Regions from separate parts of the Mus musculus genome. Here regions 2, 3, 4 and 5 are each linked to region 1. Evidence: chromatin contacts called from public Hi-C and HiChIP or PLAC-seq data. All regions are on one chromosome and are shown on one strand. The core of a region is the stretch at or near the end of the contact, and the rest is flanking DNA. Distances in the headings are between cores, read along the strand shown. Region 1 holds the start of Epc2 (enhancer of polycomb homolog 2). Region 2 overlaps Kif5c (kinesin family member 5C). Region 3 overlaps Kif5c (kinesin family member 5C). Region 4 overlaps Kif5c (kinesin family member 5C). Region 5 overlaps Kif5c (kinesin family member 5C).

Evidence for each region. A called contact is a pair of places that touch in the nucleus more often than the background predicts. HiChIP or PLAC-seq counts read pairs in DNA pulled down with a chosen protein or histone mark.
Region 2: an H3K27ac HiChIP or PLAC-seq map of differentiating embryonic stem cells shows a contact between it and region 1, with 5 times the contacts expected there. The contact joins the enhancer-like site here to the promoter of Epc2 in region 1. A contact is called at or near these places in 5 of 39 promoter capture datasets (the 3T3-L1 cell line, cranial neural crest, hippocampal neurons and 1 more), 1 of 15 datasets of contacts at CTCF or cohesin (large pre-B cells), 7 of 484 Hi-C or Micro-C datasets (the C2C12 cell line, the G1E-ER4 cell line, cerebellar granule neurons and 4 more), 27 of 115 datasets of contacts at active chromatin or transcription factors (the 230-238 cell line, SST interneurons, bone marrow-derived macrophages and 19 more) and 3 of 9 other capture datasets (adipose tissue, macrophages and pancreatic islet).
Region 3: a Hi-C map of nephron progenitors shows a contact between it and region 1, with 2.4 times the contacts expected there. The contact joins the enhancer-like site here to the promoter of Epc2 in region 1. A contact is called at or near these places in 5 of 39 promoter capture datasets (cranial neural crest, embryonic stem cells, hippocampal neurons and 1 more), 1 of 15 datasets of contacts at CTCF or cohesin (large pre-B cells), 6 of 484 Hi-C or Micro-C datasets (cerebral cortex, embryonic fibroblasts, liver and 2 more), 14 of 115 datasets of contacts at active chromatin or transcription factors (SST interneurons, bone marrow-derived macrophages, craniofacial prominence and 11 more) and 2 of 9 other capture datasets (adipose tissue and pancreatic islet).
Region 4: a contact with region 1 is called in a Hi-C map of cerebellar granule neurons, with 2.7 times the contacts expected there. The contact joins the enhancer-like site here to the promoter of Epc2 in region 1. A contact is called at or near these places in 5 of 39 promoter capture datasets (3T3-L1-derived adipocytes, cranial neural crest, hippocampal neurons and 1 more), 1 of 15 datasets of contacts at CTCF or cohesin (large pre-B cells), 9 of 484 Hi-C or Micro-C datasets (the G1E-ER4 cell line, the N1E-115 cell line, cerebellar granule neurons and 4 more), 13 of 115 datasets of contacts at active chromatin or transcription factors (the 230-238 cell line, bone marrow-derived macrophages, craniofacial prominence and 8 more) and 1 of 9 other capture datasets (pancreatic islet).
Region 5: a contact with region 1 is called in an H3K4me3 HiChIP or PLAC-seq map of embryonic forebrain, with 4 times the contacts expected there. The contact joins the enhancer-like site here to the promoter of Epc2 in region 1. A contact is called at or near these places in 2 of 39 promoter capture datasets (liver and pre-B cells), 19 of 484 Hi-C or Micro-C datasets (CD8 T cells, the N1E-115 cell line, brain and 12 more), 14 of 115 datasets of contacts at active chromatin or transcription factors (astrocytes, bone marrow-derived macrophages, craniofacial prominence and 11 more) and 2 of 9 other capture datasets (adipose tissue and liver).

What each region holds. Positions count from the first base shown.
Region 1 is chr2:49,448,832-49,454,942 of GRCm38.p6, reverse strand. It overlaps Epc2 (enhancer of polycomb homolog 2), which reads right to left and starts at 3,457. Exons shown (of 14, transcript NM_172663.4): 1 at 2,985-3,457. The coding sequence starts at 3,137.
Region 2 is chr2:49,692,635-49,698,745 of GRCm38.p6, reverse strand. Kif5c (kinesin family member 5C) reads right to left here. Exons shown (of 26, transcript NM_008449.3): 5 at 5,004-5,052; 6 at 4,691-4,746; 7 at 3,891-3,978; 8 at 642-766. Among named protein-coding and RNA genes, the nearest start is that of Gm46738, 51 kb to the left of the region's middle. Within about 2 kb of position 3,050, at least 10 of the 459 cell types and tissues checked have an H3K27ac peak or open chromatin away from gene starts, as enhancers often do. A contact at or near this core is called in SST interneurons and differentiating embryonic stem cells, where this site is marked.
Region 3 is chr2:49,675,231-49,681,341 of GRCm38.p6, reverse strand. Kif5c (kinesin family member 5C) reads right to left here. Exons shown (of 26, transcript NM_008449.3): 3 at 1,104-1,177. Among named protein-coding and RNA genes, the nearest start is that of Kif5c, 59 kb to the right of the region's middle. Within about 2 kb of position 2,796, at least 10 of the 459 cell types and tissues checked have an H3K27ac peak or open chromatin away from gene starts, as enhancers often do. A contact at or near this core is called in nephron progenitors and uterus, where this site is marked.
Region 4 is chr2:49,652,469-49,658,579 of GRCm38.p6, reverse strand. The region is part of intron 1 of Kif5c (kinesin family member 5C); the gene reads right to left. Among named protein-coding and RNA genes, the nearest start is that of Kif5c, 36 kb to the right of the region's middle. Within about 2 kb of position 2,764, at least 28 of the 459 cell types and tissues checked have an H3K27ac peak or open chromatin away from gene starts, as enhancers often do. A contact at or near this core is called in cerebellar granule neurons, cerebellum and cerebral cortex, where this site is marked.
Region 5 is chr2:49,630,594-49,636,704 of GRCm38.p6, reverse strand. The region is part of intron 1 of Kif5c (kinesin family member 5C); the gene reads right to left. Among named protein-coding and RNA genes, the nearest start is that of Kif5c, 14 kb to the right of the region's middle. Within about 2 kb of position 3,349, at least 44 of the 459 cell types and tissues checked have an H3K27ac peak or open chromatin away from gene starts, as enhancers often do. A contact at or near this core is called in astrocytes, cortical neurons, embryonic forebrain and 2 more, where this site is marked.

The DNA of each region.
Region 1 (6,111 bases), core at 2,208-4,707:
TTGAAAGCTCAAAATTGGGGTGAGCAAGATGGCAACTGGGTAAAGACACTTGTTCTATAAGCTTTTGATCTGCCTTTGATCCCCAGATCCTACATAAAGGTGGAAAAATAACTGATGCAGCCAGGTGGTGGAGACAGAGGCAGGCGGGTCTCTGTGAGTTCAAGGCCTGCTTGATCTACAAAGCAAGCTCCAGGACAGCCTGGGTCAGGCAGAGAACCCTTCTGAAAACACAAACTAACAAAAAAAGAGAACTGATACAATGAAGCTATCCCTACCCTCAAAGGAGCACCCTGACAAGTGTGCACTAGTTCACACAATGTAACGGTTTAAAAGAAAACTCAAAATTCTCTTTCTGCAGGCAGCCTACTCTATACGTCAGAAAGTTTTCTCTCATCGCAACTACACTGGCATTTTACTTTTTCTGATGTACTCTGATGTCTGCCATGTTACCTTAAGGCCCTAATTTTTGCTAACTTTCCTGATACTGTACATAATCTTTACCTCATTCTAAGCCCCATGAAATCAAGATATATATTTTCTTGAAAAAACTAAGAATACTTCTGCACACTAGCTTTTACATAACTTTGATATCCAATGCATCTCAATAACTAATATCCCACTATCTCATTTATGTAAATAACATAACACTTGTCATGTTTTTACAAAACTATATTCTATCAGAAATCAGGAAAACATCAGTGTCTTGGTTAATTCTGAAAAGATATTTAAGACTCAATATATTTCACTCAAAAATATCAATTAAAACACCAGTGACAGAAATCAAGAAATAGTAATGGGGGAAATTCAAGTCAGACCTGTTTTCTTTGAAAGTAAGATAAAAGGTGTTCTGGGCACAGCTACAATTTCATGGGAAGTGGATGCAGGAAGACAGTGAGTCTAAGACCAGTGTGGCTACAAAGCAGGGTTCTTGTCTTAAAAAACACTGACCATGGATATATGTAGGTTCATGTATGTATGTATATTATATGCATGTGTGAATGCTAAATCATGATTCATGTGCTTGAATGAAGATCTCTCACAGAAATCTGCCCATAGTTATAATAGTTAATTAACACAGGACAAAAAAAATAGTATTTCAGGTGTAGCTATGTTTTAAAAAACAAAACAGCCGGGCGTGGTGGTGCACGCCTTTAATCCCAGCACTCGGGAGGCAGAGGCAGGCGGATTTCTGAGTTCGAGGCCAGCCTGGTCTACAAAGTGAGCTCCAGGGCAGCCAGGGCTACACAGAGAAACCCTGTCTCGAAAAACCAAAAAAAAAAAAAAAAAAAAAACAAAACAAGACAAAACAAAAATATCCTGAGTATCAAAAAAGGCCTATACTTATAACTCACAAAAGTAATTTTAAAAAATTTATATCACATTTATTTAAAATTCTTAGTACAGTATCTTAGATCTAAACAGGAGATAGTATAAACAGTAACTACCACTATACAACATTCAAGAAGAAATGACAGATTGATTAAATGATCATCTGATTTTTCAACTGGCAGACCTTAGGCAAAAGATAGCAAACATAAGGAAGTAAAACGACGTAAAAACACACGTCCGAAGGAAATGGCTAAGAGAAAGACGTGATCAGCAAAGACAGTACCACGCTACCAAACGCAGTTTCTAGATCATCTATCGGAGACTGCCAGAAGGTAGCTCAAAATCAAGTCAATAACCTCATAAGCAAACTTCTCAAACACGATTCGGTACTATCTGAATCTTAGGCATAAAAGCTGAGTTTTAATTTCCTGAAGGTTTAAAAAGAGGTCTTATTTAATATTCTACTGAAAATGTTAAATCAGGTAATCAAACACCAAAAAGAAATGTGATTAAGTCAAAGCACCAACACAGTGAGGTCAGAATTCGAGCAGCCAATCAAATGCTTAAAGGCATTTCCTGCAATATTAATAGTCAAAAGAGAAAGCCAATCACAGAAACCTCCAGCTTTCTTTTGACAGTAACAGAAGCTAGGGAGCCAATCCACACACACCCGTGGTTGACAATAAGGCGGGACTGAAGGTTCATTGAAGAAATTCTTCAGGGTGCAGTTACTATGAACTCCGCACACAAGTAACAACACTCCAGAGTCGTAAACACTGTCAAATCGGAGGAAATTCAGTCTTGGGTATAACTTAACCCCCGGGAAGAAGGAAACAGCATTTTGTCCAAATTTTAACATCTGGTCAAAAACGCAACTGTCAATGCGGACGCTCTGAGCCCTCAAGTTGTAAACAGCCATCCCGCATGCAACTTCCCCGGACGCTCGCTGCACGGGAAGCGCGGGCCTGGAGGCCAGTTTCAAGCATTCGGGCTCCGTCCTAATTCCGCACAACCGAGGAGGGGCCAGCCCGGCAGGCGAAGCCGGCGTGCAGATCAGAGGACTCGCTAACGCAGAGTCCGGACCGGGGGTCGCTGCCCGGCCGCAGGGATGCATCGCCTACTCCCGCGGCACCTCTAGCGGGCAGCGCAAACCATCACCCATCACCCCACTAGCAGGAAGATGCATGTTTTGAAAGAGCTCTACTTTCCCGAGATCGTTTGTTTCAAAGGCAATTTCGTGCACGCACAAATTTTAAAACGCAACGAAAATAGCGCCTTAGCCCAAGGACCCTTTCTCGACCCATTAACCCCGCTCCCGGCGAGATGTCTACGAGGTAAACAGAGGCTGTACGCCAAGTGCGGGCCGGCGCATCCCTGCGCCATTCCCGGCCGCTGCTTACGGCAGGGCCCCCTTACGGCAGCGTAAGCGGCGCCGAGAGCTAATCACAACACTGGGACGCAACAACATGGCGGCCGCGGGCGGGCGCTGCGCCGGCCGACGGGTTTACGCTACTCCGCCGGCGTAGGGTCCGGAGCGCGCAGCGGCAGCGGCGCCCTCCAGCGAGCGTAGAAGCGCTCTGTGAATGGCGAGGCCCGGCTGACAAAGGGGAGGGGGGAGGAGGGAAGGGGGGGGTAATAAACACTCGAGTCCCTACCGATTCCTCCTCCTTCTCCATCCCGGTGGGCATCTGGGGCACGGCCCGGTTGATGGAGACGCAGTCGTTGAGATCAGGCATGTCCTTGCCGCGGTAGATGGGCAGCGGTTTGGCGGCGTCCAGCGCCCGCGCTCGGAAGGAGAGTTTACTCATTGTCTCCCCGCCTTACAGGAACAGCCCGGGCGGCGGCGGCGGGGCGGGCGGGGAGGGGGGGGGAGCACTCCCGCCGCCTCCTCCACCTCCTTCCTCAGTGCAGCGCGGCCGGCCCGCTCCTCCTCCTCCTCCGCAGTGCCCCCGGCCCCAGCATGGGCGCCCACCCCGCCCCAGAACAGCCCCCCGCCGCCCGCGGCCGCTTCCACACTCTAGATCCGCCGCTCGCCCGCCCGATCCGCTCCCTGCGCCATGGCCAACATGGCGGACATTACCACAGCGGCGGCGAGCGATCCCGGCAGCCCGCGCGAGAGCGCGCCCCCGCCTCGGGGACGCGCGTCGCCCTCTCCCTCCCTCCCTCCCTCCCTCCTTCCTTTCCCTCCCCTGCCTGCCCACCCACTCTCTCCGCGGCGAGGCGCGGCCAGCCCAGCCGGCGAGAGCGAGCCGAGTCCCGGTGGCCCTCCTCGGCGGGACGCTCGGCACGCAGGCGGGGCGGCAGGTGCCAGGTGCGCTCGGTCCCCGGCTCCGGAGCGGGCGCCTCGGTGCCTCCGCCGCCGACTCGCTCCGCGCGGGGCTCCCTCGGGAAGGCTCAGTGCCTAGGACCGCTCGCCTCGGGGGGACAGGAGGCCTCCGCCCCCGGGCCACCGGCCGCCCCTCGAGTCTGCACTTGGACAGCTCTGCTCGCCCCGGCGCCTGCTGGCTGGTTTCGCGCCTCGGGTTTGCGCATCCCCGGGGAGGTCCGACAAGTCCGCTGCGTCTGCCCACGCCGAGAGGCACAGCCCTGCTGCGTCTCGCGCCCTGAGAACTTGGGCAGTCCCTGTCCAGAGGAGCTCTCCAGAGTTAGGCACCGCCGAGAGGATGCTCGGGTAGACAGGAGGGTCAGTAGTTGGAGACTGCTACTTGAAATAGTTGCTGGACGCGGCAACAAGCGGACTTGCACCTGTCATCCAAACTTTCTTAGTTTGATGGTTGGCATTTCTTGAAATCTCTAACCAAAGTATGTGAAAACACTGGTTACAGTGACGACTCAAAAAGAGTTTAATAAAGTTCCGGACTCCAATTAGTTTGCGTGTTACTGTGTTACAACTAAACTGCTGGATAATTAGTAACAAGAGTCGTAACTACTTGAAAGGGCAGCTGCAAAGATGATGGGCCAAAAAAAAAAAAAAAAAAAAAGTAAATTCTTGAAGAAAATGATACAGACCACACAAAAGAGTGATGGAAAGTTAATTACCACATGACATCTATAGTCAGTTGCTGTGACAGGTCAAAGAAATTAGACATAGTTTTGGCCAGAAGTGGTTTGCAAAAGCTCTGCAAAAAGGAATCAAATTGACTCAATTAAATACTAGTCACTATTGATACAAACCTTTGTTGCAGTTTCTTAGTCTTTAAGCAGTACATGTTTCTAAGCAAATTGCCTCACTGTGCAACAGTTTTACCATTTTCTAATCATTGAAAAATACCCTACCTAGCTCATAAAAGGGTAGATGGTTTGCTAAAGTCCAACAATAAAAACGGGTTTCTTTGTCATGTCTTAATATAGCAAAACCATCTATCTCTCTTCATTGCCACCCATTATTTTTCTCTATTTTCTTCTCTCCCTGCTTTTTTTTCCCTCCCTCTCCCCCCCTCCCCCTTGTCTCCAGCTTTTCCTTTGAAAGCTGAATGGTGAATATTGACTTCCTGGTAACACAAAATAATCTAACCAGTCTGTCCGGGGACACTTTGGGATGTTATTCAGTGGCTTTGTTTTATGTCCACTTGTTACTGGTAACAATGCAAACAGACTGTGGCTCAATTCTTGTAAGCAACACCTTTCACATGGTTGTGAGCCTGTGCTGTTGTGAGTGTTACCCTCTGGCGTAGTTCCAATCCTTTGTAAGGAAGAACAAGAAGTTCTCAGAAGGGGGGCTGGGGGGGTCATTATTGAGTACTAGTCTGAAAATCAGGGGGAACAGTGTTTGAAAAAATGAGTCATTGGGGCCTTTTATCTGGATTCTCACCCCTTCTCAGGCTCAGAGACGGTAGCTTCTTTCCAGTCTCTCTGCCTAATGTTACACTCAGAAAAAGAAGTGTGGACATTGTGTGTGTGGGGGGGGGGGTATAGTCCCAAGTAGTTGAAATCCACTCAATTCTTATAGCTATATACTTCTACATAGGGAGAAATGCTGTGATTTTTGCTAAAAAGGAAACAGACTCAGACCTATAATTTGTCAAGTTCCAATACCAGGGAACAGCAGACCTGGATTAACTCTGGATCTATCCTAACTCCAAAACACTTGTTCTCCTAGCTGCACACTTTAGTATCCAAGCTCTTTGGTTTATTGGCCATCCAATGTTCAAAAGTTTCTGACCCAAAGTTAATTAATGAAAGCCCCCAGAGTTAATTAGTGAGAATGGCTAGCCCTACCTCACAGAAAGCAGGCATCTAGTATGTTTGCTGATAGCTATGAAGTCATATCAGCTACACAAAGAATTTCAGTGCTGCTGTGACATTCTACTCCAGGTTGGAGTTTGAGTGCCTTCCTGGCCTGCCATCAGGCCTAGCCATTGATGCTAATTTTTCTTTTCTTTGGCCTACCCAGCAATCCTTGCCATCAGAACTTTAGAAACAATAAGAACATCTCAAAGAAACTTTTTTTTTCTAATGTAAAACTCAACCAAGAGAATGGCTTTTGCATCATAGTTGGTTTGCTGTTGGTCTTTGCTTTAAATGAGAATCAATTTTATCCTCCAATGTTCACTTTTCTTCTTGCCTTGTTGGCAGTGATTACAGAGCTAAGAACAAAACAGTTTGAACCAAATGCCACACCTGAGACACAGTCTGTATTTCCTTAGACTCCAACTCAGTGCCTAAACTCAAATGCCTCTTTCACTTCTGGAAAGTAATTTTTATTTGTATGCAAATACTATTTATTATACTACTTATTTTTGTTTGTTGAGTGCTCTTATTTGTTAGTGCTAAAGACACAAA
Region 2 (6,111 bases), core at 1,801-4,300, 240 kb before region 1:
CATGGGAACATCCCCTGGTGCTGTGGAAGGGGGCTGGCATGGGAAGAGGATGTGGTCTTAGCCGGTGCCTGGGGGCATAGAACAGAGCGAGGTGTGGAAAGAGAATCACAACAAAACCAAAGAAGCCTTTCCAACCGGATGACCCAAGGTCACCCATATGAAAGGTCCCCTGTTACTTCAAACCCACTTCCAGGAGAACGGAAACACTGGCAGAGCCCAGGTTCCAGACCTTTCCTCAGCAAGGCAAAGGTACAGAAGCAGGGCCAACCATGTCCCAGGGGGAGAGCCCTCCCGAGCCTACTGTATGGAGTCCATGAAATCAGATGGCTCCTTCCATCCTAAGGGCGCCCATCCCACCTTTTGCAGCTGCCTTGCTAGGCTAAGTCATACTAACACCTGCTTAAAGCCCTAGGCTACCAAGCATCAATGAATCAGAGCCTCTGACACACATGCCTCTGAAGGGAACTGGCGACTCTTAGCCCACAGGACAAAATGAGAATGCAAAGAAACACGATAGTACCATGCCTCAACACTTCAAACTTCTTTAAAACCAGGAAGTAAAAGGCACAGAACTTCTACAACTGTACACTTGAGCAAATAGCAGGGAGAAATTACAGATAATATAAATAAGAACCAATTACCTTTTCACTCCCAGCCAAATCAACCAAATACAGCTTCCCGCTGAGTTTTTTTTCAGTCTCCACATTCTCTTGCTTAATGTTAATCAGGAAGATACTGTGACTCCTAGAGCTGTGTTCGTTCATGTCTGAAAAGGAAAATAAATGGCTTACTGCTCCGCAGAGAGCTCGGCAGCACGGGCAGCAGACCTCTAGTCCTTCAAAACACAGCCAATCATGTCACCCTGCTGCAGCTCTCTGCAGCTGGTGAAGCCAATTTGGGGACGCATCTGAGGCCACTGTTTCTTCTTTTAAAAAGAAACAAAACAAACAAACAAACAAACAAAAAAGTTCATTCATTGTAGAGAGGGCAGATTTACAGTGCCTTCAAGTAACAAAGGAATTAAAGACCCTCAGGGTCGGCCAGAAGCCCTATATCCATCCCATACCCCACTCTCTCAACCCCCAAGAAGCTCACAGCTTCCTTGCTGGTCCTGTGGAAGCCCTGAAGTTTATTACAGTGTAGTGCCTGACACAGTTTGTCCTGCCCATGTGTAGCCTGAACTACCAGGAGCTTCCTTCAGGGAAGATTAAGACACATTCCTCTACAACCCATATGAAACACGCACTGGCCTCCCAGGTTAAATGGCCAGGATACCAAGGAAAAACGCTTCCCCTTACAGCAGACCCAGTAATGGTCCCAAGCAACTTTCACCATTCCTCAGAAAGCATCTCACCAGATTGTTCAAAAAAAATAAACCCTCTAAAGATCCCATTTTATTTTGGGGGGGAGGGGGTTCGAGACAGGGTTTCTCTGTGTAGCCCTGGCTGTCCTGGAACTCACTCTGTAGACCAGGCTGTCCTCGAACTCAGAAATCCGCCTGCCTCTGCCTCCCAAGTGCTGGGATTAAAAGCGTGCGCCACCACGCCCAGCTTTAAAGATCCCATTTTAAAAGGTCACAAATAAATAAATTTAGCAATGCTGCACGCTAGAAAAATCAACGCGTAAAAACCATTTATGTTTCCATGCCTGACCTAAAAATATTAAGAAGATATAGGGGGCTTTGGGGATAGCATTTGAAATGTAAATGAAGAAAATATCTAATAAAAATAAAAAATAAAATATTAAGAAGACAATCTATTCACATTAGCAATATGAAGGATAAAATAGAAATAAACTTAAAGAAAATGACAGATTTGTAGCCAAAGGTCCAAAATGCCACTTACAGATATTAAAGCAGATAGAGATAGATGGGAAACATAAGCTGTGATCATTTATTTGAAGATAAAATATTGTTAAGATATCAACATTGGATCTGCAGAGATGGCTTTAATAGATAAGGCTTTGCTGAGCAAGCACGAGGACTGGAGTTTGGGATCCCAGAACCCGTTTAAAGGCTGGTCAGGCATGGCAATTATCTGTAACCCTGGACTGCAGAGCAGAAACAGAGTGGGCTCAGAGCTAGCAGGATGAGCTGGAATTGATAAGTACTGTGTCAGTAAAGAGGCTGCCTCAACAAAAATAAAATGTGAAAATCCAGCCAAAGGAAGATACAACATCAACTTCAGGCCTACACATACATAAAATACACACAGGCACACAAAACATGCACATATATAAGCCAAAATAATCTATCCAAATACAACTGTATCAAAATCTCAATGATATTATCTACAAAAGTAGAAAAGTCTACCCTAAACTTTTAAAAGTCTACAAACTCTCACAGCATCCTGAATAGTCAAGCTGATCTTGAAAATTAAAACCGGAGCTGGGGAGATGGGACAGCCTGTAAAGCACCCGCTGCAAAGGTCCCCGAGTTCAGGTCTCAGCTGGGGAAGATGGAGCATTGTGGCGACACACGGTCAGATGTTGCCCACAATGCAAATGGACTTAGCAACAGAGCACTGTTAAATATACTCACCCCACTAAAATAGAAACCGGAGCTGGTACGATGACTCAATGGGTGAAGATGCTCGCTGTCAAGCCTGGCATCCCAGGGCAATTTCCAAGACCCACACGTTAGAGGAAAACTTTCAAGAGTAGGTTCTCCCTAGCTTCCATGTGCTTATCTACATAGCATGCGTACACACGTGAGCACGCACACATGCCCACGCTCGTGCACAAACACATACATACATACATACATACATACATACATACATACACACACACACACACACACATGTACAAATAATGTGGGAAAAAAACCCTGACAGAATGCTAAGGACACTAGTAACATTCGACATGCTCGGCTCTGAAGCAGGTACAGTGTAAATAATTCATGACTGGCAGCTTAGGAAACACAGCAAGAAAGGTTTGTCATGTACATTTGGGTTTCGGGCAGAACAGCAAGAAGCAGTGTTTCCTACACAGCACACAAGCCTAGGTCAGCTCTGAAAACTGATGCATATACAAGCATCATTTCACAGGCTGTGGGTGTAGAAGAGGATTCTGAGTCACAGAGCTGGAGCCCATTCACACAGGAGCCTCAGACCTGCTCCTAGAAGGGTCTAGACCAGCCACCAACTACTGCTTGAATCTCTTCTATACAATACCTTCGCTCCCTTCCTCAGCAGCAGGCTTTTCCTGGGGCAGCTCCCAGGCTTAGAGTCCTGACAGTTGGTCAAGCCTGCGTGCCTAGCCTGCAGCACATTGCATCTTCCTCAACATCAGAACCCAGAGCATCAATGAACTGCAGCGCACACATCCTCTCCTGATTTTTTTTTTCTCTTCCGAACTTGAAATTCTTAGTTCCTTCAGCTCTGAGTGAACTTACACTCCTCTGCCCACATCCCTCTGAAAGGACAGTGCTAGTCAATTTAAGGAGCCTCTGCCTTGCTGATAAACACGTGCAGCTCCCCGGGATGAGACAGGCATCTTAGCTCATGTGAGTGTGCCTGCTGTGAGCTCTCCAGCTTCAGGGACTCCTTGGAAGCCGCCTGCTCTGCTCTGATGCCCTCTTTGCATTATTCTCTCTCTACAGAGGTAGAGCCCCAACTGTTTTTCCTTGTGTTTGGCATGAATTTAGTAACTTGGATTTTCTTTCTAAGACTTTGATCAGAACCCAAGGAATCTCAGGCAATTCTTCAAGACCTCAGAGTGCTGCATACACTCACGCAGCACAGGGCCTGGGCTCTGCCTGCTCGCTGCTCTCTGCTACCTTCCCTCACATCCTCGTCACCCAGCTGTCCTGCACAGAGGGCAGATACTGCCGTGCTATGTAACAGCATAGACATCACCTCCCCCCCCCACACACACACACACACACTTACTTGTCACAGCCACGTGTCGGTTTGCTTTGCCCTCATCGATCACATCCATGACCTCCTCCGGGCTTGACACAAACCTCTCGGTGCACCCCTGCAAGAGTCAAAGGTAGGGCAGGTTGGCCATTACAGCGGTTGCAAAGCAACAGCATCTCAAAGCAGCTAAGCATCCTTTCTCCCCCTAAAGGTACAGCTAAACAGAAAGGCAATGATGCTGACCAACAGTGCTTCCCCCTTGCCTGGGGCTTGGATTCTACATTAAAGAGAAGTATGAGCCAGCCAGCCCTGGGAAAGCTGGAAGAAATGCTTTTTAAGCTCCTGTTCATACCCTAAAGCAATGCTTTCAGGAGCCAGAAATTAAAAGAAGAAAACTTATGAGAGGGGAGGAAATGAGAATGTACTGCCTCACCCTCCATCATTCATCATTTCAGCACAATAGACAAGGCCACAATAGGCTTCGGTGAGGTTCAGAGCATACACCACTGCATTCAATCCCAAAACCTCTTTTATATACTAAGTAGTAGTACTTAAATAATAGATTTCATAAAGAGGGCTGAGTATAATAGCTCATAACTTATACATGAAGCACTGGATTAGATTCTCAGCAACAAATAATAATAATAATAATAATAATTTACATACAGGAAAGCTACAGTTGAAGAACCTAAATACTGGCTGTTGGGGTTTTTTATACTTATATCAATGTTATAGATAAACTATGCCTTTGGATACTCTTTATAGCATCTCATGCAGTATTTGCACAGACCAGAGAAAAGTTAGCTGCATTGCCCCAAGTCTTTGCATACCTTTACATAGGGGACTCTGTTTTTGTCTTCATGAACTGCCAAGTTGGTCTTGGACACTGTGGTGGTGAAAATGATGGCATGCAAAGAAGGAAAGGGAAGTTAAAAACCCTGTGCTCCAAGAATAGCTATGGTTACAGACGAGAGGCAAGTTTAAGCTGTGGCTGGGAAGAGCACACAGCCTGAAGGCAAACATCACTCTACATTTTCATCAGCTGTCCAGGCAGAAGCATGCTAACGCATCTCAACCCCCCCCCCCACCCCCACCCCGGACTTCAACTACAGAGCAAGCACAATGCATTCAGGTGGAACTCACCATCAAGCAAGTCCCTTATTTTGTCCAAGTAGATCTCAAAATAGGAAACCTAGATAAAGAAAAATTGAAATTGAAATAGAAACACCATACCATGTTTTAAAACCATCACTATCAAACTCATGAAAGCTTTCTCTGTGGCTGAGAAGAGGGAACGCCGAGGGAAAGGTCAGAGTCCTGAGCACAGAGCCGCAGGCACCCCTCGTGTGTTCCTCTTGCTTGGCCACTGTGACCAACCCATCTGCCAACCATGGACCATTCTCTAGCTCTACACTTCTGACTCCTCTGGTCCCAGGTGTTCCCTATATCAGCTGCTAGATAGCCTCTTACAAGAGAACCTAAGTTTAGCCTTGGCTGAATATCAAGCCCATGTCCATGTGTGGTAACAGCCATAAGAGAAAGCATCCTAAACAAGTGTTGGTCAAACATAGCAGACTTCACCCAGCTGCATGATGCCACAGCCTCGTCAGACCCACAGGAACAGTGCATGACGGAGAGGCTAAGGATGCTTGGAACAACAGGAGTTCAGACAGGTACCTGAGAAGGTACTGATGAAGACACCAGGTTTGGAGTCTGTGATGGACTGGAACAAATGTGGTTTAATAAAGACTATTGGCCAGGTGTGGTAGCTATGCCTATGTCCCAGATAAGAAGGCTGAGTGAGAGGGTTGTTGTGAATCTAAGGTCAGCTGGGGCTACAGAAGAAATTTTTTCTCAAAAACCAAACAAAAGATGATTAGACTGTGTAAGGAAAAGGAAGCCTTCTGAATAATCGTTCTTAAGCTTCAGCCGACCCCACATATATCAGTATCAGCTACAGAAGCACGGAGCCCTGGAAACGACCACAGTTCCACTGCATCAGAGCCTCCGACACCAGAACCCAGAATCAGCGTCTGAATTCCCGGGTGACTGGTCTGATAGCTGAACTAATGCGATGCTTAAACTAAGAATGAGTTCTGAGGAATCTAATGTACATATGGCCTCAATCTGGCAAATGAAGCTGTTAGTCTTTGAGATGTGAAAAATTCTTTCCAGGATTTTACACACTGCCTATATCAGACTCTTTCCTCCCAGATAAAATTTCCCCCATACTCATAAGCACCTGTGCAAA
Region 3 (6,111 bases), core at 1,547-4,046, 230 kb before region 1:
CTTTGTTTTGTTTTTAATTTATTCTTAAGAGACTGCAGTTCACCCTAACAGACAGGACCTGTTGCAGTCCATAAGACTCCACACCACTAATTACCTATTCATAATGGTTGTAGCAGCAGTGATGTGTGTGTATATGTGTGTGTGTGTGTGTGTGTGTGTGTGAGAGAGAGAGACAGAGAGAGAGACAGAGAGACAGAGAGAGAGAGACAGAGAGAGAGACAGAGAGAGAGACAGAGACAGAGACAGAGAGATGCTCTGAGGCTCTAATTCAGGGCCTCCTGCAAGCTAGGAAACTAAGCCATACCCCCTATATCTGACTTTTTTTTTTTTTTGTCCTGGTGCTGATAGTTTATTTTTTGTGTACATTAGGCCATGAATTCATATGGAATGGGCTCCAACAGCTCAGGCTCTTTTCCGTTAGTCCTCACAGAGTGCGCTTCTCTGCGTGGCGCAGGCTGGCGCTTCAGCTGAACCCAGGCGCCCTTCTCTTTGGCTTCCTTTTTCTTCTGGTCGTTCTCCTTCACCCACTTCAGGAAGCTGTCTTTGCTCTTCAAGTGCTTGATGTGTTCAATCCGCACATTGATCCTCTTGGCCAGAATTTTGCCCTTAACTTGCTTATTTACAATGATGCCCACGGCATGCTGGGTGACATTGTAGACTCTTCCAGTTTTGCCGCGGTAGCACTTATGGGGCATTCCTTTTTGAACAGTGCCCATTCCCTTTATGTTTACAATATCATCCTTTTTGTAGATTCACATGTATGTGGCCAAAGGAACAATGCCATGTTTCCTAAAAGGCCTAGAGAACATAGGTGCCTCTCCTCTTTCCCTTTGTGTTCATCATTTTGGTGAGTTACTGGAAGATGGCTGTGGCAGCCAAAAGCTATCTGACTATTTTTTTAAATGAAATTTATTTTTTCACTTGGACAGACAGCTCAACCAAGGTTTTTTAAAAACTAAATTCTTGAGATTTTACTGCTCATTGGCACTTTAAAACTCCCCAAGGACAGAAGAGTCTGGCTGAACCTAACCACCTCTGCTGTCACACCCATCTCACGCTTTGCTGACGCTCTCACACCTCAGACACCGACAGTGCAAACTTACCTCCATGGTATGAGTTTTTCCTGATGAAGTCTGCCCATATGCAAAAATTGTTCCATTATAACCCTCAAGGACATCTGCAAGCACAAGAGAGATGAACATTAATTCATTATGCTGCTCCTACACTGGCCTTGGTTGTATGATGTAAGGTTGCAGTTCCTAATGGCCCATCTCTGTCTTCTTACAAAAATGATATGTGCCAACTGCATGTGCTTTAAGTATGATTGTGAAATAAGAAAAGAAAGGAGAGTCTGCTGTCCCACAAATAAGGAGAAAGGGTCTCTCATTTCTGCAGACTGCGGGACTCCAGGGGAAGAGTCTTTTTCGGCTACGTGAAGCTTTCGCCTAGGTGTTAGTCTCTTGAGATTCTTGGAGAGGAAAAGCCAGCAGACTTGCAGTTTCTGGAGATTAGAATAGAATGTGGTGCCTGAAGGTTTGGTCTCGGTCAGCTTAACTCTGGATCCTTTGGACCATTTCCCATGAAGGCCTCACGGAAGTCCCATCACAACAGACTAGAACTAGGGGAGCGAAAGGCACCACACTGCAAACCGAGCTCCAATCACCCTGGAAACTAGCAGGCCTGACTTAAATTTAATGCCTCTGGTTTTCTTTCACTGCCTCACTAGGAGGATAGCCTGGACCCATCAGCATCAGGAATTTCTCTTAATTACACAATAAGTGCACGGTGAAAGCCCACACGCGAGGCAGGCTGGCTTCGGTTTCACACAGGGAGGAGGGGAGCCGTGCGGGTGGGGGCTGCTTTATGTTGCAGAGCTGAAGATCATCGGTGGGAATTCTTTCAGAGCAGCAGAGGTGATTAAAACATATTCCCTCCTGCCTCCCCCTCCTCTCTACAACCATCACAGAAAGGGAAACAATGCATAATTAATATCCTTGACCCACCACTCTGCACCAAGGGAGGAATTCTTAATGTGGTTGATGGTGAGGGCAAGAAGTGCCCTGAATAGAGGATGCTACTTGGGGCCATGTGAGAAAGTGTGCCAGGCCGTCACCTCCATGTATTTCAGATTGGGGTGGTTCCCTCTCCTCTCTGAACCTGTTTGTGCTGACTGTGGTGGTGGTGGGGGGGTGTTGATGGTGGTTTGTTTTTCTTGCTAGGTTTACAAAAGGAAAAAAAGAAAAAAAAAAGCATACCTATTTTACTATTCTGAGATTGTTACAATATGACTTGGGATCAGAGAAGAAAAGTATCGAGATGGGGGAAGGGAGCACTCACATGTATCTGTCTTCTACAAATGGTTTTTGAAAGCGGTTTCCCTAGTAACAGCAGAAAGAAGAGAGAGAAAACTGAAGAAGTCAGTGTTAGGGTTAGAGGTTTAAGCTTCAGTTTCCATGAAAATGTCAACTCCCAGAGAAAAGATCCCCCTGGGGCTGGGGTCAGAGTGCCAGCGTGGTGCGCCTCCACACTAGCATGAACATGATGAGCATGTACTTTGAGGGACCCAAAGAAAGAGGTTCCATCCTACAGTTGAGATTTTAAAGTTCAATGCTCACAACGCAAACAACTTCAGGCCGTTGGAACGCCAGGCACTGTCACAACAGAAAGCTTTTTATTTACTAGAAACTAAACACCTCTCCTCAGACTGAGGCCCTTCCTCCCTCACACTCCTGTGTAGGTCGTGCTCTAGGATTTACTGGTCTGGGCCAACATCCAGCCAGCTTCTGACCTCGCTCCTTTCTTCTGAAGTGTGGCAACCTGCCGCACCCTAAAGGAACCTGACTCCAGAGCCTACGTCCAGCCCACACTCCTTCCTCTGCCATCTTCCTCTTCCTCCAGCATCTCCATGAGCTTTCAGGGCTGTTCTCACTGAGCACAGGACACAGTCTCACCAAGCAGGTAGTTTACAGTCCCTGTTCTCCTGTGTTTACAAACTGAGTCCCCACATCAAGTCTCGGATCGACTGGGAGAGTGTTTCTTTAGAGGGCACAAACACTGGCTTCAGTCCTCAGCAGCCCACAGTCGAGGAGTGATGTCACACACCTATAATCTCAGCTCTGATGAGACAGAAACAAAAGAACCAGACTTCAAGGTAAGCCCTAGCTCTGTGAGGGCCTGAGGATAGCCTGAGCTAAATGAGACCCCATTTATGATAACCTGAGCTAAATGAGACCCCATTTTAAAAAGGGGGGCGGGGAGGGAACATGCCTAAGTGGCATTGGCTCACCTTGAGCTGAGTTACTGATAGGCATGTGGGAGTGTACTCAGAGAAAATCCACACTGAACACAATTTCCTTGCTGTTTTGTTTTGGTTTTTTTTCATAGAGAGCATACAGAATCCACGAAAGCACACTCTGATTGGCCTTTAAAGTACCCAGAATCATCTTACACGTAATACATTTTAGAGAATATCCCAGATCAAAATTGAATGCAGCTGATGTTGCCCTCTATCGACTCAATTCTGAACTAAAAGATAATTTTAAAACATAAGGTCCTAGCCGGGGGCGGTGATGGCGCACGCCTTTAATCTCAGCAGTCAGGAGGCAGAGGCAGGAGGATTTCTGAGTTCGAGTCCAGCCTGGTCTACAGAGTGAGTTCCAGGACAGCCAGGGCTACACAGAGAACCCTGTCTCAAAAAACAAACAAAACAAAACAAAACAAAAAAAAAGTAAGGTCCTGTCGACCTAGGGTTGTCTATTTTCTCGGATTTGAGAGGGTGGTGCATTTGTTTATTCCGAGTGTGTTTTATGGTTAGTGGGGAGTGCCGGCAGAGAACGCCTTGGGTGAGCAGTGCAGTTCAAGGGCTGAGAGAGGAGCCAGCACAGGCTGCTGAGGGACGACTCGAGCACTGGCTTGTGCTGGGCCCTGTGCAGAACCACATACTGCCTCCGGGACCAGCCCATAGCTCCCAACCAAAGGCCTGCAAACTTCCATCACAGTAAATGGCTGATGGTTCCTGGGCTGGAGAAACACATTTGCTTTAGTCTCTGCGGAGCAGAATGACTGTTTCCACACATAATGCTCTTCCAGACAGAAGCGTCCTTTGTGACGGTATCTGGCATGATGGGAGCCCCACACCTCTCAGGCCAGTGTCCGTCTATCCAGCAGCCCAGCAAACCCAGAAGCTTCTGCTGCAGATGACAAGCGGCATGTTATCTCCCAAAGGGGAGGGGAGAGGACAGAGGACGCTGGCCAGCTCTGGCTACAGAGTTCAGAAACTTGAGCATGCACGCATCCTAGGTTCTGCTTACAGCTGAGCCCAGGTCTGACAGGAGCAGAAATGAGTGCTTTGTGAATCACGAATCAAGGTCCTTCACACTATACATCGGTATTCCTAAGAGGCTGCCCAGCCTACTAACCCTCCCAGGGGAGACGGTGTTGTGTCAGGGGCACTCACTAGGCTTCTGACAACAGCTAAAGGCTGCTCCATTGGGATCCCAAGGTTTGCCAGCAAACCAAAGAACTCAAGCTGCCCGTGCCTGCAGAATGAAGACCCAGGCTCCAGGCACCCAAGGCAGCAAACACACACTCCCATCGCAGTAAATGGTAGACAGTTCTGAGCTTGAGAAACACGTTTGCTTTAATCTCTGCTGAGCAGAGTGACTATTTGCACACACTGACCCCTCCAAAGTCTCTGCATTTCAGAGTGGAAGCTCACCCACGACTGACCAGCACAAAGCTCTAAGGCCACAGTAGCTGTTCTTTCCCCTCTACTCTCCTCACACACTCATCCCTACCCCTAGCACTTTGGCCTGTTAGTTAATAGTCCATATGACCTGACTGAAAAAGAAAGGTAAGGCAAAATAGCTCAGAGCCGCAGGCAGTCGGCAAACTAGGTCTCAAGGCCCAGACCCACTCATTCCTCTAGATCTGGCCAAAGTGCTTTATTCTCCAAGCATCAAATTTCACTCTAATAGGGTAGAGAAAGAAGTGTTCACACACCTCATCAACTGAAGCTTTAGGATGCGACATCTAAGGTGCTCGAGAGCAGACATAATACAGAGCATACAGGATAATGAAACAGATCTGAGTGTATCTTCCTAAGTTTAAAGCTGTTCAGTCTGCCCACGTGGCCTCTGGGATACCGTCCAGCATGTCCACCAGAGGGATGCAGACTGCCTCTGGCAACCTCATTTGCCACCGTGTACTCAAAACCCTACACCATTCCTTCCGAACTACCCGAGCGTGCCACATCGTTTGTATCTTCAGGCTCTCGAAGTTCCTGCTGATACTACGGCTATTATCTATAGTCCTCGGGGCCCAACCTTTCGAAGAACCTTTCCTCAGTTTTCCACTCCCTCCCTTCACCCACCAAATCGGCACAAAGTGGCACTCCTCTGTGTGGTCCTGGCATGGTACACACACCCATCTTAACCTACATAGCCTAAAAGCATGATAATGGCATATGAAATGCCTCTCCTATATTGAGAGTTCCCAGCAGACAGTCTTAGATGTTTTGATGACTCCAGTCCCTAGCAGTGCTTATCAGGTGATAAGCACTTAATATTACCTGTATACATAAATAACTGTAGCTTAGAGAAATCAACTGGAAAAAATTTTTTAAAAATAAAAAAATAAAATAAAAAGCGAACAAAAAAACCACCTCCTCTAAGCATTTGTTCAGTCCACAATTGATTGCTTTGGAAGGCAAGGAAGGTCCGGAGTGGCTCCTGCTGACCAGCACACGGTTACCAGGATCTCAGCAATAATATCTGGTAACCATGGAGTTTAATGCCTAGGCACCCACGGGAGCCTTATTTGCCGTGATTATAGTCACAAACCTTACAACCTCTTCCTACAGAGATGGAGAAATCTTCACACTCTTTCAGCCAACAGTTTGAAAAACACAAAGATGCAAGTGTAGGAAATACTGGGACTCTAGACATCTTAAATCAGGCTCTGTAAAGGTCTCAATAGACAATGAGACAGAGCTCATCAGCCTGCGACAGCATCACGAATCAGGTGACCATGCTGATCTTCAGAGTCATTTGATTCACATCTTAGTCTCTTTACCACATCCCAATCCCAACTGAGGCAGGGCTCTGATGACAA
Region 4 (6,111 bases), core at 1,515-4,014, 200 kb before region 1:
ACATTAGCTAAGAAGCCCTTCCTTAGTCCTTAGGCTAGTATTGATGCCCACATTTACCAACATGAATATCGTCACCAGAAGCTTGAGGACTTGTTTGTTAAAATATAATTGCCACACAATAAACTTCATTCCTTTGTGCAATACAGTGCAGGGAGCATTCAAGTCCCACATTACCATCTAAGTCCAGAGCCTTCCTATCACCCCCCAGAAGAACCCCTTGCTGGATTAGCAGTCAGTCACCCCAACATTCTCCCTTGTTCTAGGCAACCACTAGCTCTGCCTCCAGACTTCACAGAACCGCCTGTCGTCAGTATGTCGCATAAAAGGGGTCATAGTGTGTGTTCTTCTGAGCAGCCTCCCTCACCGAGGATGTTTCAAGTTCCATCCACCATGTATCATGGCTTCATTTCAAGACCAAACAATATTCCACTGGATGGATATATAATGCTTTATGTACCATTCATTAACAGATGGGACCACTGTGTTGATTTTCCTTGGGGCTATTATGACTATTCACACATAAGGTTTTGTGTGTTCCCTCTGGGAATGTATCTAGGAGTGGACCTGCTGAGCCATATAGGAACTCTACATTTAAGTTTAGCTTTGAAGAACTGGCAAATTATCCTCCAAAGCGACTGAGCTGGTTACTATTCCTGCCAGCAGTGTATGCAGGTTCTGGTGTCGCTATAGCCTTGCCAACACTTTCTGTTGTCTGTCTTCTTTATTATAGTTCTCCTGCAGAGCCAACAGAAGCCACAATTCAGGCTTCCAGTGAGCATCAAATACAACCATGCAAATAGAGGATCTACCACAGAGCCTGGTGCTAGAGAAGACACTCGAGATGGGAACACTGTTATTCTCTATTGCAAGGTTTGAGGCCTGATGACCAACTTACACCAAGAACCAGAATTGCAGCAAACTTCCCACGCCATGAGCCTACACGGGAGAGATACAGAAAAGTGAAACTTTCCCTGAACCTGCTCAGAACTTGACACCCTGTTGCCCTCTTGATACCCAAATCATATCTTGATATGGAATCATATTTTGGGCTCCCGCAATCCCACAGGCCCATGACTCCAGGCCTTAAGGCTCAGCTCTTAAGAATGAGGAGGGGGCACAGACACAAAACAGTAGCTTTTTTCTGAGAACAATTGTCTACATTATTTCAGAATAATTAGTGGCATGTTCAGTTCCAAAGCCCATGCAGGAAAGGTAAGGAACTGGGTCTGACTCAGGCACTCATAGACTCAATCACTTTCCTCTATAGCTTTGGGGGCTTCGAGACACATGAGCAAAATACCCACTGCCACCCTGAAGCAGAGTTCTAGGAACCTGACTCACCTCCCAGTCTTTACAGACTGGCCTGACCTTCCACTGCTGGCTCCTGCATCCCTTGATCTGTTGGCTGTGCCAGTTGGTGGTGCTCTTAGAACTCCTAACGAACAGGCTGGAAGGGATGTCTAGGCTTCCAACCCAGCAATCCTCAGCCTGACAGATAAAACTTGGGGGACAGTGCTTCAGCTGTCTGAGCCAGAATTGGTGTGAAGGGGTCACTGGGTGGGTATTCCAACTGGCCCCTAGAGTTCTACTTGCTCACTATAGCAACTCCAAAGAGACAACCCCAGGGCTTCCTTTGCCCCCTGCCTCACTTCCCTCTTCAGGGTTTCTTAGGTTCACCTCTCAAAGTACTCTGCACGTTATTCTGGTTTCCCTTGTGCTTCTAGAGAACCCCAACTAAGGTAAAACCCCAGACGCTTCACTCCTCTTTGCCTTTTACTTTACACCTGCACTGGGTGCAATGGGAATTCAATGGGTGCAAAGTAAAATCACTGCCAAACATGTGGCCATTTCCCAAGGTGCACAGGCAAGGTAAGGAAGTGCAGAGGGGAGGAGTGGAAACTCCAATCATTGTTAAAATCCACTGAGTTGATCCAGTGCAATAGCAGATGGCTGTAGTGCCAGCAATTCAAGAGGCTGGAGCGAGATCACCTCACCCCAAGATCCAGGGCCAGCCTCGGAACACTGCAAGACCTTGTATCAAGACAAAAAGAAAAAACAACATCAACCAGTTTTGCCCTAGACCTTGGGGGGGGGGGGGAACGACGTGACTTTTCCTTCACAGAGGTGCTGGTCACCTGCCAAGCAGGAGACATGTAGGGCCACACCTGCCCAGAAGATCACTAACCCCTAATTCGTGCAAAAGCGGCCCACTAGCTGCCGAGGGCCCTGGACTAACATGGAACTTGGGTGCCAAGGAGGCTAGAAGTGGGATGCTAGGATCTCATTATAGGATGTAGGGGTAGGAGATATGAGCTGTATCTCTTTGAAAGTCTACATTCTCCTTCCACCAACGCTAGATTTTAATAGTCCTAGGGGCTCCCTGTCTTCCTCTACCCATTCATCTCTCTTTACTGTTCATCTACCCTCTTGTTTGTCAGGAAGTTGACAGAAAGTTCCCAAGGCAAGGGGAGGAGGGCTCTGCATATTAAGGCAAACTCCCCATACCTAGTAGTGACCAGCAGCTCGCTCATCCCCATCCTTGTCACACCTCCCCAGGGCCCACCAGTCTTTAGCTGCCTAACAAGAGGACTATAAAACCAGGCTATCTTCTCCACTCCAGCTACATCCTCTCGCTTTCCTGCCTGCACTGGATGGACCACGCTCTGAATGCAGCCAGAAACACTAACCTACAGAGCATCCACACTGCTGTCCCTCCCCACACTGGCTCTCTGCCCTTAGGAAGGTGGCTGGGGCCCATGCTGGCTGAAGCCAACGCTGCTCCCAGGAGAGTCAATAATGAAGCAGACGTCCACAAAGCAGTGCCCGGCTGGCTCCCAGTGGAGTTGGCAAGGCAATGCCCACCACTTCACAGACCGCAAGGGAACAAAAGCAGCGCACAAGAATGAGTCTTGTAAGCCTTCTTCCTACAGGAAACCAGGCTGCAATTCTCTCCCTCCTGCCAAACTCCCTGCTGTGTGGACACACAGACCCTGTCAGGATCGCAGACAGCTACGGAAGAATATTCTTGGAGGCACATTGCCAGAGCGATAATAAAGAAATGCAGAATTATCGCCTGGCTAACAGGAGACTGGAAACAGAAGGATGACTTCTTTTAAGGAGAATAATGAAAACTGTTTCAAAGACATGGTGATGTTTTGCTTCCAATGAAAGCAAACCGCAGTCCTTCCTCTCCCACCTGCCAGGATGCAGAGGACAACAGAGGAGGTCGGAATGGCTGGTCCTTCCCCTGAAGCTTGTGCCTCTCATTCTAGTGAGCCAAGACACTCACCTGTGCTTTCCATTTTCCCTGAAAATGATGAATCTGTGTAGCTCTAACACATGGCAATAGTAATGGGAGGCAGGAGTCTCTAATGTTCTCACAAGTAGCTTCTGCCTCAGGCATGGGAGACTCCAGAGAAGGCAAGCTTTAGGCTTCAAGGGTTCACTGTTCACTGAGTATGTACACTCGGAGAAGGGAATAAAAAAATCTCTGCAGTGGTTACCTCAGTAGATCTGGTACCAAGTCAAGTCTGTGGGAAAATATTTTTTTTTTCCTCACAGGAGAGGCAGAATTTTTTTTTCACTAAAAACAAGATGGAGACATCATTTTTGCCAGATACACAATAACAGGAAATGTCTACCTTCCTTTGAGGGCATGGCGACCTCGCAGGAGCTGCCAGGGCCAGCAACACATACTCAGTCTGAGGCGGCTGAAGCCTGTGGCGGCACACACCGCAAAGCCATGTGGCTGTACACGTGACGCTGATATGAGAGCTTGTGCCCAGACCATCACCTGAGCAGCTCAGCAAGCCACACTGCAGGTGACCAGAGCGGAGAAATAGTACTAACTCATTTCCTCACTGATGGGAAACAGCTCGCATAGTAATAATTGCCCAGCATGCCGGATGACAGCTTTACTCTCATGGTGTGTTCAGGTGCCTCATTTCTGGTTGCTTTTCTGAGCCATGGGACAGAAACGTTAGCCTCCCTTTCTGAGAAAAAGGAATGGCTTCCTCGGACGAGTGGAAGGTGGTGAGGTGAGCTTATATAAGCACCAGAATTCTGGTTCCATGCCAAGCCTCCCACCCATAAGACCACCCATAAGAGGCATTTTGTCACTGTCCCTCCAGGATCACATATATTCCTCAGCTATGGATTTGCTAAGAATTTCACACATTTGACCAAATTGTGACCTTATACAACTTACCTCTAGGCCTCCTCCTCTATAGAACATGAAATGTGGAATTCCTCTGACTCTAACATGCTGTGATAATAGAACATGTTCAGAACATGACAGGGCATAACTCAGAATGCAATAGCTTGCTCTTCCTGTTAAGATAACTTCATAACTGCAGACAGAAGTCTCCTATGAAGATGACACTAACTAAAACCAGCAGAAATTAGCAGGCTCGGGCAGCTCTGTTTTGATGGCTAAAGGTACACACAGGCACACAGAGACACAGACACAAAGTCACACACACACACTTACACACAGAGAGGCTTCACGGATGCTCGAAAGGGAAGGCTGATGGATATAAACTGTATGCAGGACTTCTGTAGCTAATCACATTTAGGATGGAAAGGCTGAATATGGGCAGCATGAAGCTTAGACATTCTAGCCCAGTGAGATGGCATCCTCACTCAGGAGACAGTAGGACACTTGGTCCCCAGTGCAGTGGTGCAAAGCCCAATCAACAGATAAAGTAGTTAAAGTCCCTCTCCCTGCAGAAATCTCTATTAACAAAAATCAGTGTCCCTGAATGAAAACCAGTTTTCTAAACAAAAACATCCAAGTCCTCTCAAGTATGGGAAGATCATCAGCCTTTTAAATTATTTTACCTTTTACTTGATGACAAAGCACCTCATATTCCAATGCTTAAAGTACTAGAAAGGCTAGGCAGCCACACACAAGAGAAGGCAAAATTCAAGTCCGCCCAGTACTCTCTGCCTTGCCTGTCTCTTTTCTGATCCTGGACTGGACTCCTTGAAGCACTAGTGGGTTAAACAATGAATGTATCATCAAAATCAGAATTCCAATCTTCAGCCAGGAGCAGCATTTCACTTATCAGATTCATTGGTTAACAGAACTATGAAAAACCAACTGTTTGCTTCTGAGCTCTAGTCAGCATGTTGAAACTGCCATCTCCCTGGATGCCAGATACTGTATGGGCCAGCTCGGCATCTTTCTTCTGACCACCCTATCTCAGTCGCTCGTTCTCCTTCTTGTCAATCCAAGTTCCATCATGTCATCATGCTCTCTCTCATTCTGGATCATCTGTTTTGTTCTGTCTGCCCTGGAAGCACTTTAAAGTATATCTGTGGTTTCAGCCATAAGTCTCAAGAGAAGACACAAAGTCTACCTCTAACTCAGGGCTCCAGACCCCAGTTATTGTCAGACAGAAACAAATATGATTTATTATGCCAATAATCTAGAGATGATCTGAAGTGTAAGACGTGTGTTGCTGCTTGCAAACACTACATGATTTCACACAGAGGACTCGTGGATCTAGGAGGTTTGAAGTTTAAAAGCTACCTTGAAGCCAGTCCTGCGCGGATGCTGAGGAGAAGCTGTAGGCTGAAGAGAGAACTCAACTCACCTCTCCATCTCCTCTTTCTACCCCTAGTCGCCTAGGCTGACACGTTCAGGGCCATCTTCTCCACATCAGGGTCAGAGTGGTCCTCCATGCCTCTGGTCTCTCTTGCCTTACATCTCAGCTACTCTTACTACTTTTTGCCAAACCACCGCACAAGCCTTCTAAGTGGTCATGTACTCTCCCTTCCCTTCGGTACACCTCTGCATCCTTTTCCAAATGCATCTTCCTTGGCCAAGGTGCTCAACAACTTGCTGAGCCCCACAGCCCACTGAGATGCTCTCACTGTTTGCCAGGTGGGTTCTTGCCCATCAAACATCTGGCAGTGAGCTTGCAACCTCCCTGCTGCCACCCCACTGCTTGCATCTTCCCCTTTAATTTGAACGCCATCTAACAGCTTGACCTTGTCTGTCAAAAATTCAGGCCATCCTTTAAGACTCATGCCAAATGTTCTCTTTTCCAACATAAGGATAACGTCTTTCTTTGAGATTCTTTGTCCCTCCATCTTCCTCTTCTTAGA
Region 5 (6,111 bases), core at 2,100-4,599, 180 kb before region 1:
CTTCCTTTATGAAATCAGCCTTCAGTTGAAATTAAAATAATTTTTAAGATAGGATATTGCAAACCAAGAGAGGAGTGTTTGTGTGTGGGTTCCAGGTTTGAGTAGAAAAGGAAATAATTTCATAGCAATCATCTCCTGTGCTTAATGAATCTGAGTGCATTCAATCTAAAACAATGGGAATGTATTCAGTATAAAGGAATTCTTCTTACTTGTGAAATGAAACCACTTTGCCAAATCTGTCATGATCTTATGTTTCATCTTCAATGAAACTATTCAGTGTCAGTATTCTGTGTGTGTGTGTGTGTGTGTGTTTGTGTGTGTGTGTGTTTCCCAATGTGCCTGTGTGTTTGCTCATCTCTCTTACTAGACAGAGTTATTTTGGATCATAGTTTTGAAGGTGTAAGTCCATAAATTGGCCCTATTGTTTTTGGGGTTTTGGTGGTGGCAGAACATGGCCAAGAGAAAGGAAGAGGCAGGGTGGCACAGACTTCTTTGAGGGCACACTCCAGTGACCTATGATCTTCCAGTTAAGTCCCACCTCTTACTGCTTCTACCATCTCCCACAAAGCCAACACTGGGAAATACTCCTTAACCCACAAGCTTTTCTAGAACAATCTAGAAGCAAACTGTAGAGTGGAGAAAATGGACTATATTCCTTGAGGAGTATCTGTATTTCCAGGTGGGTCCTATAACAGGGAAGCACACATGTATCATGCGTGTGCACATGCCCGCAAAAAAAAGAAAAAGAAGAAACTCTGCTTCCTTCAAAATGTGGGGAAGGTAGCTCGGTGGGAAAGCATTTATCTAAAATGAACAAGGTGTGGAGTCCAATCTCCAGTTATTAGCAATAATAAAAAAGGCCAACAGACATAGTTTGAAGCTATTGTAGAGGAGTCATGGCATATGCCAGATACCAAACTGGACAAGTCTCAGCCACAATGCAAGAACCTCCCAGGGACATGTATACCATGAGCAAAGCATTGTGTGGAATGTGTCTCAGTTACATATACACTGTTGCGCATGGTTCTGGGACCATGGTGATCTATATACAGTTGCCAGTAAAAAGAACAACTGGATCCCTCAGCTACTTGGATTACATGAGATTTGCTCATCCTTTTGACATGAAGTCAAAGGCATCCAACAGGTGAAAGTCACTTGGGACTGATGGGAAATTGATGTTCTATATTATGCCATCAGCCATAAAACTATGGAAAGCAAATATGAATTGTATCCTCCTTCCTGGGAACCTGAGAGGCCGAGAGAGGCAGCACTGAAGAAATATCTTGTGGAAGTTATTCCTAACCCAGGCACAAGGCACAGCAGTAAAACAAGCTGGCCTAGACAAATTTCATTTCCTCAAGGCCACTTTGAAGACCTTGCTGTCTGGTCTCTTACTGCTTCCTCCACATCGGCTTCCCAGGCCTGGCCATCGGCAGCTCCGCTGTCCTTTGGACATGGAGTGGTCAGCTGCCCTTCTTTCCTTCTCTGGGAAATGCTGACTGCATCCTTCTTTTCTCTTTATCTCCTTCGACACCATTTAGTTTGTATCTTCATTAAAAATCTTGATTTAACCGAAGTGCTAGATAACATTTTCACAAGCCAATTACTTGACATGACTAGTACTCAATGTGATAGTTAAGAACACAGAGAAGGATCTCTGGGTTTAAGTGACTAAACCAATGGAATAGAGAGCAGTATTCTGGGAAGGGAGGGAGGGAAGGAAGGAAGGAAGGAAGGAAGGAAGGAAGGAAGGAAGGAAGGAAGGAAGGAAGGAAGGGAAGGAAGGAAGGAAGGAAGGAAGGAAGGAAGGAAGGAAGGAAGGAAGGAAGGAAAACAAAGGCCTTCCAATCACACCCTCTACCTCCTGCACTGCTTGGACCTCTTCACATGCTTCCTTCTATTTGTCTGACTCAATTCAGTTGGTTCTGGCTGCCTTTGCAGACTAGGGCTTGCCAGTGGCACCCACTAGAAGGTGGGACTAGTATATGCTCTCTTCTAGGACTAGAGTGCCGGTCTGGTCCCTACATGACATATAACCTTCAAAATGTGGAGTAATCTCTTTGGTGTTGTGTAGTGTGACTCCACCCTCCAGCAACATGAATTCCCACCTCGGTCAGCATGGCACACACCAGGTCATCTAGTAAAGTGCTCCCATGGGTGCTGCTAGATACAAGCTAATGCTTATCCAGTGCAATGGGAGAAACAACCACATCTGAGGATTTGTGAGAAAAGCCTTGAGGTCATTCCAAATATAAGTGGCCATCTCCACTCTGTTCTGTCAGCCATTGGATACTGGGGATATGGCACAGTGATGCCCCAAATCAGTCCTTTTATATTGCCAGGATGGGAACTCACACATACACACCAGCAAAGACCAGGAGAGGAAATCCCTATGGATTTTCACTAGACCAGTGCCATACCAATCACCCTCTCAAATGATTCAGTTCCTTTACTTCAGACATGGATTTGCTGCCAGACTGGCCAGTCATACATCCCTGAAGGCTGTAGGAATCAGTAGAGCCTTTGCGGAAAACAATAGGCTGATAGTTAATAGGATCGGATTTATGTACTCGCCGCACTGGACCCAGGAAATCTGCTTCTAGTTAATGAATTCTGTAGAAATAACTGAGCTACTGAAAATAGCCCCACGCATAGAGCCGCTCAGCAAGTATGATCTGAAATAAGTGCAAGATGAAGAATTCCATGCCACAATACACAGACAGTGAGCACACTGCTATGGCAGCCCAGTAGACATTAAGCAATCACTGAAAAGTAGCATTGTGAAGATATTATACCACATATACAAGTAACATGGGTAACTTGTATATCCAGGGTTGGTGTACATTTTTTAACAATAACAAACCAACAGGAGAAGGGAGGATAGGAATATTAAACGGCAAATTTGCGATGATTTTTGCGGTGCCTGCATTGCCCTTTTTGTGGTTTTCCACCATTTACAAAGAGGATCGATCAATCCTGCACTGATCCAGATACCAGGGGCCTGCGGGGAGGGGAGTAAATTTTCAACACTTAATCAGATTCCTGCAAAAAGCTATGCAGCCTTCTTCACTGTCAAGGCAAGCTCTTCCAACCGATGCACACACAAAGAAAAGGCACCAGAGAGTGACAAAGGGTTTCCTTGGCTTCCCACCACAGTCCAGCTCTGCGACCCCCACATCCTAATGGACGCTTTTATCCCACTCGGCAGAGCGACCTCATTAGAAGTCACCATGCTAATGGAAAATGCATTCCCAGGACAAAAGGTCTCATCATTCCTACACCAGCGACAGGACCGGGACAGAGGGTACATCGCAGATTCCAGTCACTGTGGTGCTTCTCGCCTGGAAATTGCAAGCAAGTCTCCCAGGGAGGCAACCCCAAGTACTCTAAGCTTCCAGAGCTGTACAGGCACAGGCAAGGACCTAGGCCTGGAGTTCCTGCCAAACACTGGCTGCAAGGCTAATGCAGGGCTGACCACAGAGCCAGGAAGCAAGGCAGTATGGTGGCATTTCCTAGGACCCATGGGATCCAGGCACATTTTTGTGCTCTCTTTCATTGTTAGTCACCAGTCCCCAGAAATCTTATCCTTAATAGGGGCACCGTTGGGCTGCTGCTCCCAGGACTTCTCAAAAGTGACCCAGCATTATGGGATGGGAAGGGACACTGATGATTACAAACTGGAATGTAGAAAATGGTTACAGAGACTGCAAAGCAACTAGAGCCAAGTTTACACTTGCAGAGTGGATTCCTCCAGATGAGGGAGGGGCAAAGTGTTGGTCCCTCAGCCTGCTGTCCCCAACAGAGAACCAAGTGTTCTCTCTCTCTCTCTCTCAGCAAGGCTTCTCTGGACAGGTATTTACAAGGTTCATTTTTCCTTCCTGTTGATGGCAGGGCTCACAATGCTTAACTGAGCTGAGTATACAATAGGCCCTCAATACACCAGAGAGGAACGAAATCCTATGATTGCAAAGTCAGAACACTGTGCCTAAACGCTGGGGCAGTGTTATCCAAGAGAACTAATGATAGGCCCAGATGCAATCTTAAATTTCGTATTAGTCACATCTTCATAAAGCAAAAATAAAGTCTAACACATTCTACCCCAAATACCTCTGCAGGGTGTAATGTGTCTCATCCATGTTAACAACGTCTTTTACTGCGGGTTTTTAGTTGGTTTGGTTGAGGGAAGTGCTGTTTTATTGTGGTTTTGTTTAATACTGTCTTCAGTGTCTGGTATATATTTTGCAACTACCAAACATCCCTACATGGATGAGCAGTATTCCAAGTTGTTCAATAGACTGGATGTGACCAGTGGCCACCAGACTGGGCAATGCACAAAACACCTCTTTAAAAATGGAAACATTTTTGAGTGACAATGAATGTATTTAACATCAAATTCCCCATAACCTACTTGGTACTACTTTATATTTGGTTTATATAGACTTTGGAGTTGGGGGACAGGTGCACAAAATCACTTGTGTGTGCCAAAGCCAGAGATCATCTCAGGATGTCTTCCTTTGGGGCTCTCTTTCTCTCTCTCTCTCTCTCTCTCTCTCTCTCTCTCTCCCTCCCTCTCCCTCTCTCTCTCTGATTTATATTGTTGTTGTTGTTGTTGCTGCTGTTGTTGTTTTGGTTTGGTTTTTGGTTTTTTTGGTTTTCAAGACAGGGTTTCTCTGAGTAGCCCTGGCTATCCTGGAACTCAGTCTGTAGACCAGGCTGGCCTCGAAGTCAGAAATCCACCTGCCTCTGCCTCCCAAGTGCTGAGATTAAAGGCGAGCGCTACCACTGCCCAGCTTCTGAGACAGCCTTTTAACTGAGTCACAGGTTTCTAGATCAGCCAGCCAAAGAGAATCAGAGCTCACCTTTCCCTGCTCGCCACCAGGGCTAGGAAGTGACAAACAGGGATCTATTTTCCCCTTTGCAGGTATTTTTGGACAAATATCTAGATCTCAGAAAAATGTGTAAAGTAAATCTTGAAGGAAACCTTTGCCAGGAGCCATGTGTAGCACAGACACTCAGCGCATGTACAAGTAGCTTCCGTTTGTCTTCAAGAGTACGCAGGATGCTGCTGCCTACCTGTCTACACAGATAATGGCTGGTACTGTTTTGTTTAGAACTTTCGAAAGAGCTACACATTTTTTCTTCTAAAGCTAATGTAGCTGTAGCTAATCTCGCATATACTGTAAATATGAACTTATTGGATGGTATCATGAATTCAATGGATCATAATGATAGCAACGGCGATCCAGGAACACCACAATCCCCTTTAAAATTCAGCCGCTCCTTACTTCACCCTTCCATGGGGATCCCATGACACACGTGGTATGTGTCATGGCCTAGGTAGGACCCCTGCACCCGCCATCCCAACACAGACATAAAACTCAAGGTCAGCTGATAAGGACTAAACCCTCCTTTTCTCATCCCACCACCCTACTCCCCTGGTGTCCAAGCCTACATGAACTTGACTGGGCCTGGAATTTGTGAGCTACTCTGACAGCCAGTTAACAAGGAGAGAGAAACAGCCCAAAAAGCTAGACCCTGTAGAGGTCAGTTTACCTCAGTTTCCCACAGAAAGTCAAATAGAGAAAGTATTGATTCAGAACCTTAGCCCTTCAGAAATCAAGTCTAAGAGAGGTCTAGACACCAGTCAATCAGACGGGCAACTGTTCCTCTCTTTGCAATACGTGGCAGCTGCAGAAACAAAGTCCCTCCCCCGGCGACTCTCCCAAGTTTCTGATGTCAGAGACAGCAGTTTTTTGCCCCAGTTCCCAGGTGGAAATCAATAACCTCTGAGGAGCAAGGTTCCAGACAGGTTTTGAGGAAAACTACAGAACAACCTCCCCCAGAGAATTAAGCAGACAGCTCCGGGCTCCTCCAGAGGCCAAGGGCAAACAAGGACTGGAGCAAAGCCAGGTACGGAACCTGGGACAGGTCCCTGAGGCTTGTCAGTCTGGTGTTGTGGAACCAAGAGCTTCATAGAAAATGCTTCTAAAATAATATTACTGGTCTGCAGCTCCTAAGAACGTTACCCTGAAAAGTGTCAAAACATACATTACCTGAATGTGGTTTTCTCCATTCTTCTCGTCTTTGAATGAGAAAACAGAAACAGCTGAA